2 separate regions of the Mus musculus genome follow, and region 1 is linked to region 2. A link is a contact called in public Hi-C data. All regions are on one chromosome and are shown on one strand. The core of a region is the stretch at or near the end of the contact, and the rest is flanking DNA. Distances in the headings are between cores, read along the strand shown. Region 1 has its middle 52 kb from the start of Vapb. Region 2 has its middle 26 kb from the start of Stx16.

The links. Hi-C and Micro-C count contacts between places; a contact is called where the count stands out from the background.
Region 1: a contact with region 2 is called in a Hi-C map of the N1E-115 cell line, with 4 times the contacts expected there. The contact joins two enhancer-like sites. A contact is called at or near these places in 5 of 484 Hi-C or Micro-C datasets (the AML12 cell line, the N1E-115 cell line, cortical neurons and 2 more) and 4 of 115 datasets of contacts at active chromatin or transcription factors (differentiating embryonic stem cells, embryonic basal ganglia, embryonic midbrain and 1 more).

The regions. Positions count from the first base shown.
Region 1 is chr2:173,787,714-173,792,081 of GRCm38.p6, forward strand. It overlaps the pseudogene Gm14371. Among named protein-coding and RNA genes, the nearest start is that of Vapb, 52 kb to the left of the region's middle. Within about 2 kb of position 2,713, at least 109 of the 459 cell types and tissues checked have an H3K27ac peak or open chromatin away from gene starts, as enhancers often do. A contact at or near this core is called in the N1E-115 cell line, where this site is marked.
Region 2 is chr2:174,048,334-174,053,042 of GRCm38.p6, forward strand. No RefSeq gene overlaps it. Among named protein-coding and RNA genes, the nearest start is that of Stx16, 26 kb to the right of the region's middle. Within about 2 kb of position 1,413, at least 49 of the 459 cell types and tissues checked have an H3K27ac peak or open chromatin away from gene starts, as enhancers often do. A contact at or near this core is called in the N1E-115 cell line, where this site is marked.

The sequences.
Region 1 (4,368 bases), core at 1,463-3,962, 260 kb before region 2:
ATGAGGGAGAACATGCATTTCTTTTCTTTCACCTTGCTAAATATGCTTTTCAGGTCCATCCGTTTTCCTGTAGATTTCACAATTTCATTTTTGTTTACAGCTGAATAATATTCCACTGTATATGTGCACCATGTCTTTATTATCTATTCATCTGTTGATGGACATCTAAGTTGGTTCCATTTTTAATTTTATTTAATTTATTTACTTACTTATTTTTTGTATAGTACATAGAGCAGCAATAAGCATGGATGTGCAAATATCCCCATGGTAAGACATGGAGTTCTTTGGGTAAGGACCAAAGAGTGGACTAGTTAGGTCTTTCTTCTTTTATTTCTTTTGTAAAACCACAGCTCTTATCAGGTCTTTGTGAAAGGCATATGTGGGACATAATTTTTCTGAGAAAAATACAGGAAGCTGTCCCATTCTGTCCTCACACTTGACTAGATAGTTGTACTGGATATAAAAGTCAAGGTTGCTTGTGCCTTTGGGGATTTTGAAAACATCATTTCACTTCTAATAGTTCCCTTTAAAAAAAATCTAAAATCACCCCAAATTTCTGCTGTTTATTTCTGGGAAATTTTTCAACTCTAACTTACAATCTTTTGACTTTTCTGCTTTTTTTTTTTTTTTTTTCTTTTTTTTTGACAAGTTTCACAATATAACCATGGCTGGCCTGGAACCTTCTATATAGACCAGGTTGGTCTCTAACTCACAGAGATCCATCTGCCTCTGCCTCCTGCATATTGTAATTTTCAAGATTTCTTTCTTTCCCAGTTTGTATTTGTGAGTGACAACTGCTTCTTGTGTGTATGTATGTATGTATGTTTGGTGTTTGGGAATTATTTCTAGAGATAGGATCTCCTGTGATCCAAGCTAATATCCAACTTACTACAAAGTTGAAGCTGGCCTTGAGCTCCTGCCCCTCCTATTTCATCACCATATTTAGCAGATGTAGATTTTTTTTTCCTCTAGGGACATAATTGTTCTTTGATACATGTTTGCTTTTTCTAGCCAAAGAAACTGGGAAAGGCAGGTTTTTTATTTGTTTGTTTGTTTGTTTGTTTGTTTTTCTGTTTTCTGTGGTGCTTAGAATCAAACACAGGCCTTTGTCTGGTCTAGCACATGACTTTGTGCATATTTAAAGGGTTAAAATCTTCCATCTGCTATCTGGCTGCATGCTCTTGCTCACTTCCTCTATGGAAGCCATGGACAACAGGATGCTGTGCGCTATCTAACACTAGGGTTCGATTCACAGCCCATATCATTCTCAGTATGATAATTCTGCTCCTGGTTGTCGCTGACTCCAAGGGGTTGAATGTTTGGTTCTTCTCTGGCTCTAGCTGGACACAACTCCTTAATTTACACACTTAGAAGCACTGCAAAGATGCCCTGTGCCCAGCCCTTCTGCTCTTCTGTTGTTGTAAGCTGGCCAGGCAGCCAGTTCTCTAAGCCCAGACCTGTGACACATGAGCTTGCTTCTGAGCCTTATCCTGACCACCTACGAATTCAGCTCTCCAAGGCCTACTGTCAGGGAGGAGCTACTACCTATCCATCCCAGCCTCAGTCTCACTCCCATCTTGCTGGCCACATTCTCTTCTCCCTTTCTACTTAGCCTAGAACTTCTGAAGGAAGTGGAGGGAGAGGAACAGAGCCCTGACCCTCTTCAGCTCAGAGTCTGAAAGCCGGACTCCCTCCTGAGGTGTCTTGCATTTCTTTTAACAAACAAGACCTCCTTTGCTTGTTACTTCTCCCCTTAGTCTAAGAGATTTAAAAGGTACCCCAGGACTAAGATATCAATTATTAAATGCCCCCTAGGAAGGGCAACACACTGGGAGGAGGCCCCCCTCAACAAGTCTGCACAGTGTTGTTGGTTTTCTAATTGGGGGCTGGATGGCCTAGAGCCCTCTGCCAGTCACCTGCTGTGGGGCAGGCCTTCAGGGCCAGGGCAGGAGGCTTGACCGACCTATGGCTCTTTCAAGGGGTTCAGGACCTCTCGGTCCCTTGGGGTGCCTGGGACAGTGTCAGGTCCCGTGGCCTCCTGATCTGAGACAGGAGTTACCCTCGATGCTCTAAAACCAACTACCCCAAGAGAGCCAAGTGTCCTCCAGGTCTTATGTCTGCGTTTGGCTCCGTCCATTCTTTCTGAAAAAGCAGTATGGAGAGTGCTTAAAGCCAGTGTGTGCCTTGTAGATACTTAATAGCCCATCCTGAGCCTCCAGACAGGATGCGGGCGGCATTTACCCATTCAGCCAGTGTTTGGTAAGCTCCCGCCTGCAGGGCCAGGTGACACTGCAAGCGGGAGGCCCAGCAGGGGCCCTGACAGGAGGTCTGCTGTTCTGGAGATCCAAGTGAATAAACAGGATGTTGTTGATAAATGTGTGATGGAGATGTAGGGGGCGACAACCCAGCTGAGCAGGGGCTGAAGGAGCCGGAAGGAGTGGGCTGAGCTCTGTGAGAAAACAGAGATGACCACAGAATGGCTGGCATGGAGGAGGGGGCTGCCTGGACTATAGGAGAGTCCTCCAGTGTGGACGGATGATTTCTGCCCTTTGTGGAAGTGGGTCTTCCATCTCTTCAGGTGACTAGCTCTGAGCAGACGGGAGGTGGACGGCTGCCACCCGAAGCCCACCTCTGTAAGTGGGAACAACCCCTGCCCCCAGCCCTCATCAGTGACTAATGGCCCTGCACCAGCCCCTGCCAGGGCCCTAATGCAATTCCACCTGCGTCAGAGGCTCCAGCCAGAGCCTGAGTCACCCTGGCTCCCAGGAGAGGACACACGGAGAGGCCGAGCGAGCGTCAGCAGCACACACACACACACACACACACACACACACACACACACACACACACACACACACACACACTGCTTCTTTGCTCGGTGGTACCGCTGGGAGATTAAACACATTCGCTTAGAGAAAAGCAAAGAAACAACGGCCTCTGCTAGGCAGAGTCTGGTAGCTAACGGGCCTCCGAGAGCTGTGTACAATCTAAACTTTTTATTAAAAAGAAAAAAAGCTCTTTTGCTCTCCTGGGACTTGCACTGTGAAATTATCAACCGCACGGGCTTTGCCTCCCTGTCAACGTGACTGCACACACAGTGGAGAACATTAATTTTGTTTTGTTTTTTCACAGCCGAGACTAGGCTCTTCCCTTCTGCCAAGGAGAATGCTTCTGGGTCTCTCTCTCTGCCAGGGTGGCAAGGCCTGGGGGTTTCGAGGCCCTGGCCTCTGCCCACCACTTCTCTCCTCACTAAAAGAGGCTTTCTTCTGTCAGCTCTCTCCATAGTGGGCATAGCGAACGAAGCCCAGCCCGGAAGCACCCTCTGATTTAGCGTATGTAACCAGGTAGCACAGGACCTGCTGAGCCATTCCAAATGACCTTCCCTGTTACAGCAAGAAGCCCCCACATTCCTCCTAGAACGCCCTGACCTCTGTCCCCAGCCGGGATCTAGCTGACCCAAGCCTCTGCTTACTGTGAAGCCCTGTGCCAAGCCCCTCTCTGTGCCCACATGTCTCCATATGGAAGCTACAGAGAAACTGCTTCAGTCTTTCCCACCAGGGAGGCCACAAGTGGCCTTTGGCTTTCACCAGTCCCTGTATCCTCAAGAGTCACCTATGTTCTCAGGCCCTTTCCACCCGGCCCCAGGCATTTCTGAGCCCACCGGGAAGATGCTGAGATGGGGTTACATTGTCTAGAAGATAGACATGAATGAATTAAAAGCCCTTCTAACACTGATCAACATGTGGCCATGGTGGGTGGAAGAGAGGGGGGGGGGTGATGTTTTGGGGGGAGGCACTAATGCTAGTCTTCTTGAGGAGATAGTATTCAGTCTGAGACTTGAATGAAAGTGCCGAGGGAGGACATGTGGCAGAGATCCCCAGCCAGCCCCCTTCTGCAATCAAGAAACAGAGAGGCAGACACATCTGGGGTGTAGGGAGCCTTGGCTGGACGCTGCTGCAGACAGCCAGAGCTTCGGTGCTCCGTATAGGAGGCACAATGGAGGGATGAGGGAGGGGGTATTGGGAGTACGCAGCAGGCTGGGCTTCACCCCTGCTTTGTTCCTCTCTCCTCTCTCCCACATGTCTTTTCTTTGGAACTATAGTCCCGTTGGTTGACTTTAATAACCAGTGAGAACATTTTTCAGGCTGTTTAACTTTATTAAAAGATTTAAATTTGATGATGAACGTTGGCATGGTTGCTTCAAGCCTCAGAGGCTCGCTCAGCCATGGCTGTGTCCTCGACACCTACTGTCATCCCCACAGGGCTAACCTCCCTCCCTACTGCCATGTAGTCCAGGACTGTAAATAATCTAATTATTTCTTGTACTTTGGTAAATATGCCAGGAACACTCGTAGCTGTCTGAGACCC
Region 2 (4,709 bases), core at 163-2,662:
GGAGTTTATTTTGGCTTATGATTCAGAGAAGCAGTCCATCATGGCTGGCAAATCACGGTGGTAGAGCCTGAAGCAACTGGCCATGTTGTGTCTGCAGTCAGGACACAGACAGAAAAAAAGGCTGCCGCTTGGCTCACTGTCTCCTTTCTATTCAGTCTGAGACCCCAGCCCACATTCAGGGTGGACTCTTCCTACTTCAGCCAGCCATATCTAAACAATCCTTCATAGACTTGCTCAGAGCCAACAACTAGGATTAGCTGTCATGATCCTCTTCCACTCCCAGATCCTGTTTCCTGATCCACTGAAGGGAGATCTACCTTCATCAAAGTGACCTGAGACATCCTTTGAGTGCCTGGTGCCATGTCTCGCCTGAACTCAGGGTGTGCCTGTGTAACCTTTATGAGCTGTGTGATGCTCCTGTATAAAGAGGACTAGTTGAGGGGAGACCCTGGGAATTCTTACTGAGAAGGATTCCCTTAGAAAGATGCAGGGTGTCATTCTAGAGGGCATGGTGTCAATGAGAGGAGCTGCAGGGCGCTGCTACCCAGTGAGCGTGTGGACCTGGTGATATCCTACAGACACCTCATCTGGGAGGCCATGCTTATCACTTCCCTTTGGATACGTCTACTTCAGAGGCCAGGGTTCTGAGCCTGGGCTCCATCACACTAGCAAGGGCAATGGCAGGAGCCTCTGCAAGAAGCAGCCTTATCAATGGTGACAGTGGGACAAGCTTGTGGCTGCTCTGGGTCTTGCTGCTGGGAACACCCAACTCACAGAAGTGGTGAAGCCCATCCTATCCAAGGATGCCTGGGTCTCTGGAAGTTTTGCCTCCTCATAAATTCCTCCAGCTTTCTGTCCTGATGATATTGTATGCTGGAGGAACTCATGAGATATTGTTTCTCCCAAGAACTCAAGCAATGGTGAAATATTTGATGATATAGTTTCCATAAGATCAACAAATAACTGTCAGCCTCTTTGGAGCCAAGGCTGCCTTCCTTGAGAATCAACATACGGAACTTGTTTATAATTTGAAATAAAACAGACTCCCCAGCCCCCTTCTTCTCTTGCCTCTGTTTCCCGCTAGCTAGGACCCTGCCCTGTAAATGCATGAGTGTTTTTGCCTCCAAGCTTCTGTCACTGTTTAAACTGGAAATTGTTATCTACTCCCTTGGCTTGACCATGCTCCCACAGCCTCTCAGCAGCCTCTGTTGCTGCTTACCTCATCCTCCTGTACCTCTGGACCTCTGAGCAAGTGATCTATGCTGTCTCCTCCCAAGCATCTGCCCTCTCCTGCTCTAGAGAGTACTGAGAAAAATCCAAAGGAGTCTCATTGCAACAAGAACTCCCAGGGTGGGAGGGGCTTTGCCTGTACAGTCTCATCTGCCCACAGCTGGTGCTCTGTGCTTGCCCTTGCAGGGGTGGGGGTGGGGAATTCACCTCTCACCCTCCGTGTGTGCTATTTGTATGCATGCCTTCCACAGCCCCATTTAGAGGGGGAGGAAACTGAGAGAATAGGTGTCACGCCCCTAGCTTAGTGGTGTGGCTCTGTAGGACCTGTCACCAATTCTGTCCCCAAAGCCTGGCTTTTAACACCATGGGAACATCCTAGCAAAATCCCCCAATAGCCATTTAAGAAGGACTGGGCTCAGGGCATGCTTTAACTACCCTGAGGGCTATGTTTGTTCAGATGTTAGATTTTTCACAGGGGTTCAAGTTTCTTAGTTCTGAGCAATAAAAGAGGGGGGAGGGGAAAGAAAGAGAGAGAAGACACCACATGTAAGTCCAGCCTCCAACCTAATGCACTTCTCTCTGGGCCTCTCCCAGCTCCTGAAGCCCCCTCCCCAGCTGTGACATCACCATTCAGCCCCCGCAGATGACAGCCCTGTGATCCATCACCAGCCATCTGCTTTCCTGCTGCTGGGGACAGGAGAGCCTGGAGCTGGCCCCACTGGGCTGGGAGGCAGCTGCACCTGCCCATCATAGCTCACGAAGGGCTGTTTGCATTTGTTCGTGTTGGTCCCCACCCCCACCCCCTCCAGCCCCCCACTATCTCAAGATGTGACATCTTCCCATCCAGGCCTGGAGTTTCTAGCCAGTCAGACAGCCTCCCTTGCTCACAGAGACTCGGCCATGAGATTGAGATCTGATGAGATAAAGCCTTGGGCATCTGTGAATCAGTTCATGGTTCAGGCCATGATGAAAGGGGCTGTTTATGCTCAATAGATACCCGGAGCAAATTGAAACCAGGACCCAAGAGCTTCAGAGAAGTATCTCTGCTTCAGCCTCTTGAAAAATTAGGGCAAAGTCTAAACACTTGTCAGTCTTATCACTTCCTTGAGAAGGATGATTTTGTAATGTGGCATGAAGCCATTTGCCAAGAGAGAGATACCCCAGTTGCTTTGGGGGCTGAAGGCCAGCATCTTCATCCTCTGGGTCTATAACATAAACACTGAATTCCAGCCCCACGTTAGAGAGAGAAGTTGATAAGAGGTTTAAGGAGGTAGAAAGGAAATGAATAGCGAGTTTTTGCTGCCTCTTATTTCCTAAAGGGGGGGGGGGGGAGAAGTAAGCAAAGAGCAACCAATGAAGCATCAGATGTTCCTTAAAAAAAAAAAATTAAAAGGCTCTTTTCTGTCTCTACCTTGGGACAATGACCTCCCCAGACAGCAGCCCCACAGGCCCCTTCAAAAGGGCACAATTACCCCCGTGGCGTCTGTCGGTTCTGCTTGACTTGGAGAAATGGCTCCCTCCTCGGAGTTCCTAAAACATTTATCATCCCAGCCATTCCCTGGGCAATTAATCAGGTGCTGCCTTGACTATCAGCGAACGTTGTATCGAGCGCTATTTAACCCTTATCAGCACTGGGGCTCTCGACAGCTTGTCTTTCGGACTCAACCGGAGCTTCTAGAAGGCCGGGCAAAAGGTCCACCCCTCTCTATGTCCGGTGCTCACTCCCTGAAGATGGTTAGTCTTACCACCAAGGGAGGGTCTGTCTGTCCCTGGATAGAGGGCATTTGCATTTGCATTCAGGATGCTTAGCTGGGGACTGAGACTCTCAGTGCTCACAAAAGGGCCATCTGCACTGGATTCCTTATGAATACTGTTACTGGCTTGTTTGAACATGACTGAGTATCTGTGTTGATTGTTTGGATTTTTAAAAAGATTTATTCTATTTTAGGAGAAGAAAGAGAGAGAGAGAGAACACAAAAGTGGGGTACCCCAGAACCCAGAAAAAGGTATCTCTTTGAACTGGACTTACAAGCATTTGTGAGCTACGTGGCATGGGTTTTAGGGACCTAACTCGAGTTCTCTGCAAGAGTAACAAACCCTCCTAATCGTTGTTCCATCTCTCCAGTCCTGCTGTAAAACTGTTCATGATTATTGTGGGAGGGGGATACATGCCATGGTCTGTGTGCAGAGGTTTGAGGGCAATTTTATTCAGTCAATCTGTCCTTCTGCTTCCAGAAACTGAACTCAGGTCATCAACCTGGTATCGTTCACTGGGCAGCAAGAGCCTTCATCCACTGAGCCATCTCTCTGCCCTGCTTCCCTGAGAATGAGCCTCCCTGGGTGCCAGGCATTGTGCTTCTGCAGACACTTAGAGCTGCAGTCATATCCTTTCCTGATGAGTTCTATCTGGAAAGTCCTGATGAGTCCTGATGAACTATCTGGAAACACCAGGCTCCGGTTCTGTTTGTTCTCTACCGCTGGATACCCTTGTTCCCCGCGTGGCAAGCTGTCTGCTTCAAAGGCCCTCCAACTGTGTCACAGACCTCTCAGTCTGGGTGAAGGAAGCTGTTTTGATCTCAAGTGTGGCGTGTGGCTTTCAAAGGACAGAGGGTTTGTAGATAGACATCTCCCACAGTCCCCCACAGAAGTAAAGAAGGAGGGTTTGCCAGCAGGGGATGGGGTGCGGATCCACAAGTCTGGAGCGAGGACTCTGAGAGGCCCGTACCCAATGTAGCTGGCAAATGTAGTCTGTGACTCAGCAGTTCATTTCTCCAGCCCGAGGAAGATAGAAGACTTGCAGCAGGACAAGTGAGGATCTAGGTAGCACTCGGTTTGTTTATGGGATGAAGGCTGCAGGCATTCCAGATAAGCCAGCCACCGCTGGGCCACTGGCTGTCCTGTACCTGTGCCACTCCATCACCTGTGCATAGGGGCTCCCACTTCCTGTGTGAAGCATGAGGGTGCAGGGGAGCAGAGTTGTCACGATCCCCCAGGTGAAATGACCTGAACTCAGGCAGTGCTGGAGGAGGGAGGGAGGGAGGGAGATGCCTCCCTTCCAGACCTTTCTCAGCTGAACTTCTTGCCCTTGTCTGATTCCCTCTGTTCCCCAAGGCCCCAGTCATCCCTCCCCCTATATTAAGGTTTTCCATTATGTTCCTCTGTGTGCTGCGGAGCATCATAAGGACAGAGCCTGAAATGCACCAGGGCACAGGTAGGCCGTGAGTCACTGCGCCCCTGCCAGGGTTGAAAGGCTTTAGAGAAACCCTATTTTGGAGCTTGCAGCCAGCCAGACCCTGAAAGTAGAGGAGATGTTGATCTTTTCTAGGCTGCAGATCATCCCATTCAAATGTGAACATTCAAACCATGCGTCACTCCTGCCCGAGGTTTATGCCTCTCCCGGGGTCCATTCCACAGCCCACTTCTCAGCCAAAGCCTGATTTGGGGGCAGCTGAGACCGGCCTTAGGCCCCAGAAGGAAAG